Linked DNA regions of Hordeum vulgare: regions 2 and 3 are each linked to region 1. Evidence: chromatin contacts called from public Hi-C data. All regions are on one chromosome and are shown on one strand. The core of a region is the stretch at or near the end of the contact, and the rest is flanking DNA. Distances in the headings are between cores, read along the strand shown. Region 1 holds the start of LOC123434226. Region 2 has its middle 160 kb from the start of LOC123434242. Region 3 overlaps LOC123434184 (kinesin-like protein KIN-7K, chloroplastic).

The links. Hi-C and Micro-C count contacts between places; a contact is called where the count stands out from the background.
Region 2: a Hi-C map of leaf shows a contact between it and region 1, with 2.6 times the contacts expected there. The contact joins the enhancer-like site here to the promoter of LOC123434226 in region 1. A contact is called at or near these places in 3 of 6 Hi-C or Micro-C datasets (leaf and seedling).
Region 3: a Hi-C map of seedling shows a contact between it and region 1, with 4 times the contacts expected there. The contact joins the enhancer-like site here to the promoter of LOC123434226 in region 1. A contact is called at or near these places in 3 of 6 Hi-C or Micro-C datasets (leaf and seedling).

Annotation. Positions count from the first base shown.
Region 1 is chr1H:330,390,862-330,394,396 of MorexV3_pseudomolecules_assembly, forward strand. LOC123434226 reads left to right here and starts at 1,541. Exons shown (of 2, transcript XM_045115500.1): 1 at 1,541-2,171. The coding sequence starts at 1,644. LOC123434210 (SH3 domain-containing protein 2-like) reads left to right here. Exons shown (of 10, transcript XM_045115499.1): 6 at 1-109; 7 at 208-270; 8 at 363-518; 9 at 618-692; 10 at 857-1,281. The coding sequence ends at 973.
Region 2 is chr1H:330,885,618-330,889,152 of MorexV3_pseudomolecules_assembly, forward strand. No RefSeq gene overlaps it. Among protein-coding and RNA genes, the nearest start is that of LOC123434242, 160 kb to the left of the region's middle. Within about 2 kb of position 1,849, at least 3 of the 3 cell types and tissues checked have open chromatin away from gene starts, as enhancers often do. A contact at or near this core is called in leaf and seedling, where this site is marked.
Region 3 is chr1H:330,103,305-330,106,839 of MorexV3_pseudomolecules_assembly, forward strand. LOC123434184 (kinesin-like protein KIN-7K, chloroplastic) reads left to right here. Exons shown (of 25, transcript XM_045115498.1): 23 at 887-961; 24 at 1,100-1,200; 25 at 1,291-1,531. The coding sequence ends at 1,159. Among protein-coding and RNA genes, the nearest start is that of LOC123434184, 23 kb to the left of the region's middle. Within about 2 kb of position 1,882, at least 3 of the 3 cell types and tissues checked have open chromatin away from gene starts, as enhancers often do. A contact at or near this core is called in leaf and seedling, where this site is marked.

The sequences.
Region 1 (3,535 bases), core at 291-2,790:
GCAAGAGTTAAAATCAAATATGGGGACTCTAGGCAAAGAAGCTGTTGCAGCAATGACTGCTGTTGAAGCCCAACAACAAAGGCTGACATTACAACGACTTATCGCGATGGTATATTTAATCTTTGTTTAGTTGGGTCGCTTGATCATTTCCTTCTTTGCCTTAATCTCTACTATTGCTTCGAATGACACTTGCTTACTTGAATGAAGGTTGAATCTGAGAGAAGTTACCACCAAAGGGTCCTACAGATTCTAGATCAACTTGAAAGAGAGGTACTAATCACACTTACACAGCAAACAAACTTGCACATTGCCGAGAAAGATATTTGTTTTGTTATCATGATTCTGAACTATTTATTTTGCAGATGGTAGCTGAGCGCCAAAGAATTGAAGGAGCACCTCCTCCAGTCATTGAGAACTCTATGCCACCGCCACCTTCATATGAAGAAGTTAACGGTATATTCATGAGGACTCCAACAGTTGCCGAATTGGTGGAGACAGTGGAGCACTTCCTGGCTGAGGTAACCAATTATTACTTTCATCATAATGAACTAGCCTATTATTGTTATGTCTGTTGGGACTTTCTTCTTAATCGCTATACATGTCCATCTTTTCGTCAGGCGATCCAGTCATACCGAGCTGAGACTGAAACTGAGCTCAACCTGGCAACCGGTGACTACATAGTGGTCCGGAAGGTACTTGTCTTGTACAACATGTTCCCATGTGCAACACTCTGCTACTAGGCTCTTTGCTGGTAGCAGCAACTCTGCTGTCTGCAGCTCGAATGCTTATCACTTGCTGAATCTTGTTAGTGTCTTCTCCTTGTTGCGGTCCTTGGGCTTATAACTTGCTTAATCAGGTGTCAAACAATGGATGGGCTGAAGGTGAGTGCAGGGGGAAAGCTGGTTGGTTCCCTTCCGAGTTCATCGAAAAGCGGGACCGTGTACTGGCGAGCAAAGTCGCCCAGGTCTTCTAGAAGTTCATTGAGCCATACATGTCCTTGGCGTTGTACAATGTGCATTATAATGTTCTTTCGCCTCCAAAGACGTTGATCAGTGAAGAGCTCGTGGAAATTCCTTTTGTTCTATATATGTTCTTTTTGTCAAGAAGACATGTGCCTGATGGATGGCTTGTTGGTGCCTCATGGCTAGCCGTGTGCACTGTTGTTATCTGCATCCTCCCCCCAAATATGACACTGACTTGACCATTTTTTCCAGAATTCTTTTTTGCGGGAACCCAAAGTATATATATATGTCAAGGGGAGGAATCCATCAATGTTTGAAAGCACCAAAGGCTTTTCTTATAAACAAATCAGAAATTCCATACCCTTCTCGATCTGGAGATTCCTTTTCGAATCCAATTCTCAACGGGAATTGAACAGTTACGTACTTCCTCCGTTTGGATTTACTTGTCATAATAATGGATATATTTAGAAATAAAATACATCTAGATACATTCATTATTATCCATTCCCTCCACAAGTATTTTTGGATGGAGGGAGTACTAAATTTGCTAGAAGCTTCTTGTGTTTCTCATATCGTAGTGTTTGTATGGCAACCCAGCGGGAAATGTGCGTGGTGTTCTCGTTTGAATGGCATAGAACTTTGATCAGACGCTGACAGATGGGGCCCGAGCCTTGAGTTCTGATGAGTTGCTTATCTCCTACCTCGCTCGCTCTGCCTCTGCAGTACCCCCTGCTTATCCCCTCCCGAGTCCGTCGCCTCCTCGGCATTCCGTCGAACACCATGACGAGCGTGGCGGCGGCGGTCGCCCTCCTCCGCCTCCCTCTCGCCCGCCTCTCCTCCCACCTCCGGTCCCTCCCTGCCCCTCCCGTCCCGTCCGCTCGCCTCCGCCTCTCCGCCCCCCACCGCCCTCTCTGCTCCCTCCTCACCGGCCACGGCCTCGCCGTAGCGGCCGTGTCCGAGGCGGTGGCCGCGGCGGACGAAGAAGAGTTCGAAGCGACGGAGGAGCAGCAGGAGGAGGAGGCGCCCCCCTCCTTCGTGCTCCCGCGGCTGCCGCGGCCGAAGCTCGACGTGAAGGAGCGGAAGGAGCTCGCCTCGTACGCGCACGGCCTCGGCAAGAAGCTCAAGTCGCAGCAGGTTGGGAAGGGCGGCGTGACGCCCAACCTCGTCACCGCCTTCACGGACAACCTTGAGTCCAACGAGCTCCTCAAGGTGCCTCCCTTCTCTCCTTTACGATAATGTTGCCTGCTACTCCCTCCGTTACTACTCCCTCCGTCCGGAAATACTTGTCCTAGAAATGGATATAATGGATGTATCTATAACTAAAATAAGTCTAGATACATTCATCTCTAGGGCAAGTATTTCCGGACGGAGGGAGTATATGTAAGTCTTTTTAAAGATTTCACTAGAGGGCTAAATACGAAACAAAATGAGTGAATCTATACTCTAAAGTATGTCTATATACATCCGTATGTAGTTCCCTTAGTGAAACCTCTTAAAACACTTATATTTAGGAACGGAGGAAGTGAAACCTCTTAAAACACTTATATTTAGGAACGGAGGAAGTAGAAAATTGCGTATGATTTCAGTATAGCAACTACCATGCTACTAATGTATTCGCCCGGAAGTGTGGATTAATGTCATAGACTCACAATAGGGTTTCGTTCGTTATTAGGTGCATAACAACCGATGTCCTTAGCTCAGTTCATAAACCATAGTTACATTATCCATGAGGAAAGGCACAGTAAAACTAGGGGGATTCTCCAGCCACTACATTGGCTCCTCGTGGATAATGCTCAAAGATGACTTTCCCAAAATCACTAAGGAGATCAATACAGTCCTTGTAGATAGCACACCTACGACAGCAGCTAGATGTCCAGGGTAATATCAGCTAGAACCAATGAGTCCATAAAAGAAAGTCAGCTAGGACCATCTATGTTCCTATGCATTCCTTGAGTCCCAAATCTTTCATAGAATGGAGAGGAGCACCTCTGGTCGGATGAGCCATCTAATTGTTGGGGTGCCCGGGCATTCCAGAGGTCCTGGTTTGAAGATCCTGGAGCGATTCCCAGTTGTTCCCAAATCTGCATGGATTTCGGACTGTCGATGAAGAGGTGAGCTGAGTCTTTGGAGTAGTGGCCACACCGCGGGCAGTAGCTGTTGGGGGAGATATTTTCGCAGAACGTGTTTTCCTTGGTGTTTAGACAGCCGCAAAATAGGACCCATCCGAAGATTTTCACCTTATTAGGAGCCCCGCTGCGCTAAATGAGATCGGCATAGTCAACCTCTCTGTCCTCATGCATGATTAGGTCTTATGAAATATTGGAGGAGAAGCCATGGCCTGGTTGAGAAAGCGTTAATCTGGCTCTTCGTTGAACTTAAAATACTGCATCGGAAGCAACAAGACTTCTAACTCGTTTGATGCCACCAAGGTAAGGTGATTCCGCAGTTTAGGTTGCAATCCGAGTTTCAAGATCATGGAGACCAGAACATCAGTGCATAAGGAGTGGGTGTATAGGTTAGGGAAGGCTTCGTCGGTTGGTTGGTGTAGTACCCAGGTGTCATGCCAAAAGAAC
Region 2 (3,535 bases), core at 599-3,098, 500 kb after region 1:
ATTGCACCACTGCAACCGCCTTCCAGCGTGGCGACGGGCGGCAACTAAACCCAAGAGGAGCTCGAGCACTTCTATTTGGCATGACTAAGGTCAACCCTCCCTCACTCTGTAGTGTCAATCTTACGATGTTTGTTAAGCTACCGCCTTCCCACACACATAGGTCATCATCATTGTTGTACATTCTTATGATGTTGTAATCTTGACACCCGCCCTCCTACTCGCTATAATCTGTAATTTGTGCTTTCAAACTTATGTAATGGATGTGTGGATCCATCGGGACCCTATCCCTTTTTTTAAAACAACTTCTTGATTAAAAGTACAATTATCGCAATAATAAACAACTATGACTTGTTCACGCTTCCACGTTTCGTTGGGCTTTTGAGTATGAACAATTCTTGAGCCAAAGGACACCTATAGAAAAAATATGGAAATTATTAAAAATCAACCGATTGAAATGTCTTTCTTGTAAGCCGCGTCGAGCGTTTGACACATGACTTGCCTGCCCGTGCGCTCTCCCTTCCCCTCATTCTTATCCCCACCACCGCACCTACCTTATCCTCTCGTCTCGGGTTTCTTCTTCTCCAAATCACCGTTGACTGCATCCTCTCTCACACACTCCTCCGACGAGCTCAGGGCCTTCCCTGAGAGCACCTCTCCCTTATCGCCTGCCCTCCCAACATCCTCGGGTCATTTCTCTACTCCTACAAGAGGAGCTGCGATATAGCGCTCTTCAGCGTCTGTCGGTGCCTTGATGTGACACCCCTAAGCGGCTACAAGCTGCCCGGCGCTGCGATGCAGCTCTTCGCATTGGTTGCCAGTGTTGTGATGCAACATAGATGTAGTGTCCCCTCAACGACTGCAAGCTATTGGCGCGAGACGCAGCTTGCTTCGGTGGTCGCTGGCACCGCCACGCAACCTTCATTGGTGCATCGTTGGAGCTTCATAGGGATGCCGTTGTGCTCCATTGAAACTTTGCCGCGTTGCTGGAGTCGTCGGTGCTTCAACGAGTCTGCAATGAAGTGTCATCGGGGGCTGGAATGGAGCGTCGTCGGGGTTGTACGCTGCAATGGAGCTCCACCGGTGCTGCATTGGAGCTTCGTCGGCGTCGTCCATTCTGCGCACCAGCTTTGTCTTGTCGTGGGGATTGCAATGAAGTTTCGTCGGGGGGTGTCATGCGCTCGATGTTCCCATGGATAGCAACCGGAGGCTCGTGGTGCTACCCTAGATCGAACGTCCACTAGCGCACATCGAACGGCTGGCTACACGGATGATTTCTATAGGAAATCATCTGGTTGATCCGTCCGTCGCACCCGTCAGAAAATATACATCAAAAGATTGGAATCTTTTAAAATTCAATGATTTTCCGTGATCCACATAGTGCCAAAACGAAGATATTCTTATTGGAAATATTGGCTTGCTTCCTGCCTGCTAGTCCTAAAACATGAATCTTTCAACCAAGCGCGTGCTCAGTTGCGATCAGCCACCAACTCGGTGTGGCATCATTTGCAGTCAAAAGTTGTGCTCGTATTTGTTTTTGTAGTAAACAGAACACAAACAAACAAGTACTAGTACACTGACCACTTATTGTAGAACGGCAGGAGTATTAGATAAAGATTGTTAATCAAGAGGGCCAACGTGCTAGTGGTTCGGTGCAGGTGATATCGATAAGGAAGAACGGCTTGGCCACCGGTACGGATGTGACGGCGTTCGGGTGGCGATACCACTCTCCTGTCCTCACGGCCCGGGCCCCAAAGATCGATCGATTGATCGCCGTCGCCATCCATCTTTGTCACGTGTGCAGGCAGTGACGAACTGAGGACCAAGACGTGTGGCTGCCGCACCCGCGACGTCACTTGCACGGTGGACCTGCTCCTGGACGCCGAGCTATGTCCTACTCGTACCAGTGGATGCTCGGTGCATTTTATATAGTAATATAAACTTAATTGAAGTAGAATATTTATGGAAAACGTTTCACACCTTCCATTTCTTATCCTCTTGTAGTTTTTTTTCCAACCGTTCATTTTGCTTTTCTTCCTTCTTCATCTAAGCTTTCCTCCCAAGCATTCACCAACAATGGGCACCCACCACACATCAGTCATCTGTTGCTCGAAGGTAAGGTCATCGGTCTCGAGTCAGGACGGGCTAGGACTGCGTGCCGCAACCAGCCACGACGGACAATCGCTCGCCTGGGGCGACGTCCTGGCCATGCGACCCTACACCCCGTTGCCCTTCGGGTCGTGCTGCACGCTCCGACGAGCATGAACTACGAGCGGCGATCTATCACCGGAGAAGATGCACCCACAGTGAGACGTGTTGCAACCGGCCTAGGCGTAAGCTGGAACCGCGTCGTGGTCTGCTGCAAGCGGTGTCCAGGAGAGCTGCCATCATGGACGGCGAGCATGATGACCGTGAGCTGCGAGGACATCGACACTGTTACGAGCAACGCTGCATACGTCACGTTTTATGTTACATGCTACAATCGGTACCATATTATGTTATAACGGACACACCACTTAGCTACAACCGACGTCGAGTTTTGCTACATCTCAAGAACCAACGTACTTTTTTGCTTACATGCTACAACGAGTGTCATGAATTGCTACAACCGATGCCCCGTCCGGCTACAACCAATGCCGTGTTTTGCTACATCGCACGACCCTCGTATTTTTGTTGCTGCTACAACCGGCAAGCAAATGCTACGACGGGCGGAGGTGAGGTGCTGTAACCGGTGACTGATCAGAGCTATGAACTACGACCATCGGGCCGGTGAGCAGTGACCGTCGGTGTCAAGTGTTGCAAGCTCGTAGGCGGTTGCTAGAACGTGGTTGGTTGCTAGAGCGCGGCTAGGGGCGGCTATCAATGTTGGAAAAGGCGACTACATGGAGCTGCAAATAGCTCTTTTTGCAGCTGGTAAGGATGACCAGCGAGGGGGCGATGGGCGGTGCGGATGAACGGAGGCAGGGTGGCGAGGGAGGAGGAGGACTGTAGGGGAGCGAGACTGCAGCGCGCGACACCCGCGAATGTTTTTACGGCGACACAGGGCAACGGGAGGTAGAAGAAGTAATAGAATAAAATAAGAGGAGATCCTACAGCTAAGGAACATGAGATCGGCTAGGGGTAGTGTTGTCCAATATATATGCGTCAAGAGAGGTTTAAACAAACAAAAAAAGAATGAGCCTTACGCCGGGGGTCCACTTAGCGACACTATACTCATCTACAAGAAAAGAGCCATCTTCCCACATCGCCATTAATGGCTTTTGAGGAAGCATATAGGTTCCTCCCACCCCATTGGAGGGGAACCGAGATTGGATCCCCGAATATCGGGTGGGACAATCCCCACGGAAAAGACAGCTTCATACCTTCACCATGGCTCGAGCATGCCAAAGCCGAGAAGGTAGATGAATCACCACCAATCATAACCTAAAAACAGGGCCTATAGTCCCAACCCCTTCGTCGCTCCGGCCGCCATCGCCACATCCGGCGAAGCTTTGGAACACGAGATCCACCGCTATGGCCTCTAGTCTCCTGGATCCGC
Region 3 (3,535 bases), core at 632-3,131, 290 kb before region 1:
GTAGAATACTCCCTCTGATTCACAATATAAGTAGTCTAGGATGTTGACACGGCTTTAAAAGTAGCACTTTAATCACAATTTGCTTCAGAAGTATGTTGTTCCTAATAAAATAATTACTCCCTCCATTCCTAAATATAAGTCTTTTTAGACGTTTCACTAAAAACTACTCCATACAAATGTATATAGACATACTTTAGAGTGTAGATTCACTCATTTTACTCCGTATGTCTCCTAGTGAAATCTCTAAAAAGACTTATACTTAGGAACGGAGGGGGTATATGCTATGAAATCATATTCATTGACATACTTTAGAGTGTAGATTCACTCATTTTACTCCGTATATAGTCTCCTAGTGAAATCTCTAAAAAGACTTATATTTAGGAACGGAGGGGGTATATGCTATGAAATCATATTCATGACTATGTTGGCAAGGCTTTCTATGCTAAAGGTCAAACCCGAAAAAGTTTGAGTAAGAAATTAACTGCTATTATTATGAAATCAGAGGAAGTGGTTAGTAACTAAGGCCCTCAAGTGCTAAGCTGTTGATCCCTCTATGAACCTTTGAGGTGTGCCCTGCAATGGTAATCTAAGTGTACTTACATAGGCAACTTCAACTAGGTGATCGATTTGAACATAACAGTTATTTACATTTCATAAGTAAACTATTGCTTTCATTCAAATATAGAAGGCCACATTGGCGGCTTTAGTGGGCTCTGGGCCTAGTTTAGCTAGGTGGGATGAGTGTGTTGTTCCAGTTTTAGGACATTTCTCATATTAACTGGCCAATTATTTTCTCCATTTAACGAAGAGGCAGAGCTTATGTTGGGTTTAAAATAACATTACATCACAAACAGCTACTGGATTACTGATATTTTGCTGCACGCAGGCTAAAATTCAGGAGATGAAGGAGAAGGAAACTGATCCCCTGAGTGATAAAGATGTCAATTCCCATGTCTGCAAAGTATGTTTTGAATCCGCAACTGCTGCAGTTTTGCTTCCTTGTCGGCATTTTTGCTGTAAGTCATGTTAGGGTATTGCGTTCATGTGCTAAAAACCCTTATCATTTATGTTTACTAATAACGTTATGCCTTTTCTTCAGTGTGCAAGCCTTGCGCACTTGCCTGTTCGGAATGCCCTCTGTGCCGCACACGAATCGTAGACAGGATAATTACCTTCACGTAGATCACTTGTTAGCCTAAGGTACCAAATACTTCGCCATTTACCTGTTTGTATCTTTGATACTATCCTAATTTCTAACGTTTGAATTTTTCTGATGAAAATTCTTGCCAGGAAACTTTTGACGCACCCAATCTCTCCCTGTAAAATCACCAACCGTATATGTTCCTTTTTCTCTGTAGCAAAGAAGGTTACTTTTATGTTCCTTCTATGTTGTATTGCCATTCGTTTGATTTCCCTATATAGCTTTACCTTGGCTCCTTGTTGTATTGAGAAGTTCAGCGACTTCTCAACAAATGTGTATAGATATGTGACTCAACATTGTCCTCAGAAGTAAAGCAAATTGATGTGGCAATACTTTTTTTTTCTTCTCTTTCAGAAGTAAAGGATGAACATGAGATCCTGAAACTGATGCAGCTAATTATTTTCCTGTTGTTTATATGTTTGTTCCGAACGAGCCCTTGGGCAGTTTGTTTTCTAAATTGCCCTTGGGCAGTTTTGAGACGTCGAAATCTTGCAGTATTGTTTCTAGACAGTCGGTAGTGTAGTTGAAAAATATAATAGGATGCTGATAATCACCAGACGTGCGGGCTGGGTGAGAATCGACCGAACAAGTTTGTTCGGCATGGAAAGCTCCCTGGCCTGAACGCCCATCGTATTCCTTGTACAGCTCCTTGGCCCGAATGCCTGGGACGTCCTATATGCCGCTTGTTGCGGCAACTAGCCACTACTTCGCACAGGGAGTGCCCCGACTAGACCGCCCATTAGTAGCGCAGTATAGCGAGCGGGAGGGTAAAGAGTTGCACTGAAGCGAGTACTGTAGCGTGCCGCTAACGTAACAACTCGACACTGCAATAGAAATGTAAAATCCAATTCTTTTTATAAAACTGTGAACAATTTGTGTTTTCTGGAATATTTCAGAAAAGCACGAAAGTTTTTCAAAATCACGAACACTTTTTTTGACACTGGATTTTTTTTTCTGAAATTCCGAAACAAAACCGGGCAAATGCAAACATTGTTAAACTACCGACAAAATTTAAGAACATGAACATTTATTAAAATTTCTATTTTTTGAATTGCAACTTTTTTTGGAACTTCAAAAAAATTGAAAACGTGAACATCTTTTCAAACGGGATTTTTTAATAAAAAATGTGAAATTTTGGAGCACAAGGATTTCAAACTTTTTTTACAAAAACACAAACCATTTTTTGAATAGAAGAAAATATTTTTAAAAAGGTGATTAGTTTTTGAATTTAAGAGCAAAATTTGAAAACATGATTTTTTTTATTTTCTTCAAACTGGAACATTTTTTGAAACTTCAAAAAAATGAAAACATGAACATCTTTTGAAACAGGAACATTTCTTGAAAATTTTCGGAGCAGGAACATTTCAAACTTGTGTTTGCACAAACACAAACCATTTCATGAAAAGGAACATTTTTTAAGTTTGTGAACAAATTTTGAAAATAGGAACCTTTTTATAAAAATGCACACCTTTTTCTAAAAAAATGAAGAATTTTAGCAATATGCAAACATTTTATGAAATTTTCCGAACCATTTTTTAATACGGGAACAAAATTTCGAAACATGAACATTGTTCAATTTGCAAACAATTTTCGAAAACAGAAACATTTTCTAAAATCCAGGAACATTTTTTTGAATGTTTTAATATATATTTTCAATTTTCAGACATGTTTTGTAAAGAAGTGAACAAAATTTGAAGGTAAAAAAACTTGTTTGGAATTTCAGAAGAAATTTTGAAAACAGAAACGAAATCTGGGGAAATGAACAAATTTATACAATATGTATATTTATAAATTCCAGAAAATGTGTTGAAAAAAGAAGTAAAGATGAAAAAGAAGAATGAAAGAAAATTAAAGAAAGAAAAGAAAACATAAAAAAAGAAACAGAAAGAATTGGAAAAGAAAAGGGATAGAAAAAGAAAAACGAAAAAAATAAATAATAATTAAAAAACCGGTTCACAAACTCTAGTTCCCAAAACTAGTAAAAACTGACTGGGAATCCTCGGTTCCCAAAACTAATCCCTTCAGGCTTAATGTACAGTATAGTTGGGCCAGTCCAAATCCCTCGCTATTCCTCACGCTTGTACGATTCCTTTACATTTTAATGCAAAATGTGTGAAATATGATTTTACCGAATGTCCTTTGGGAGAATCCAATCAGTAATTTACGTGTTACAGTACCGTCCGGTTTTGGAAGCTTCTAGAAATTAAGGAGAAGATCCTGAACCGGTTTTATGTCTTTTTCTGTTTCTTTGTACTTTTTCATTCTTTTTCTTTTTCGTTTTTCTTTCCTTTTCCGTTTTTTATTTTCTTTGTCTCTTTTTTCTGTTTTCTTTCC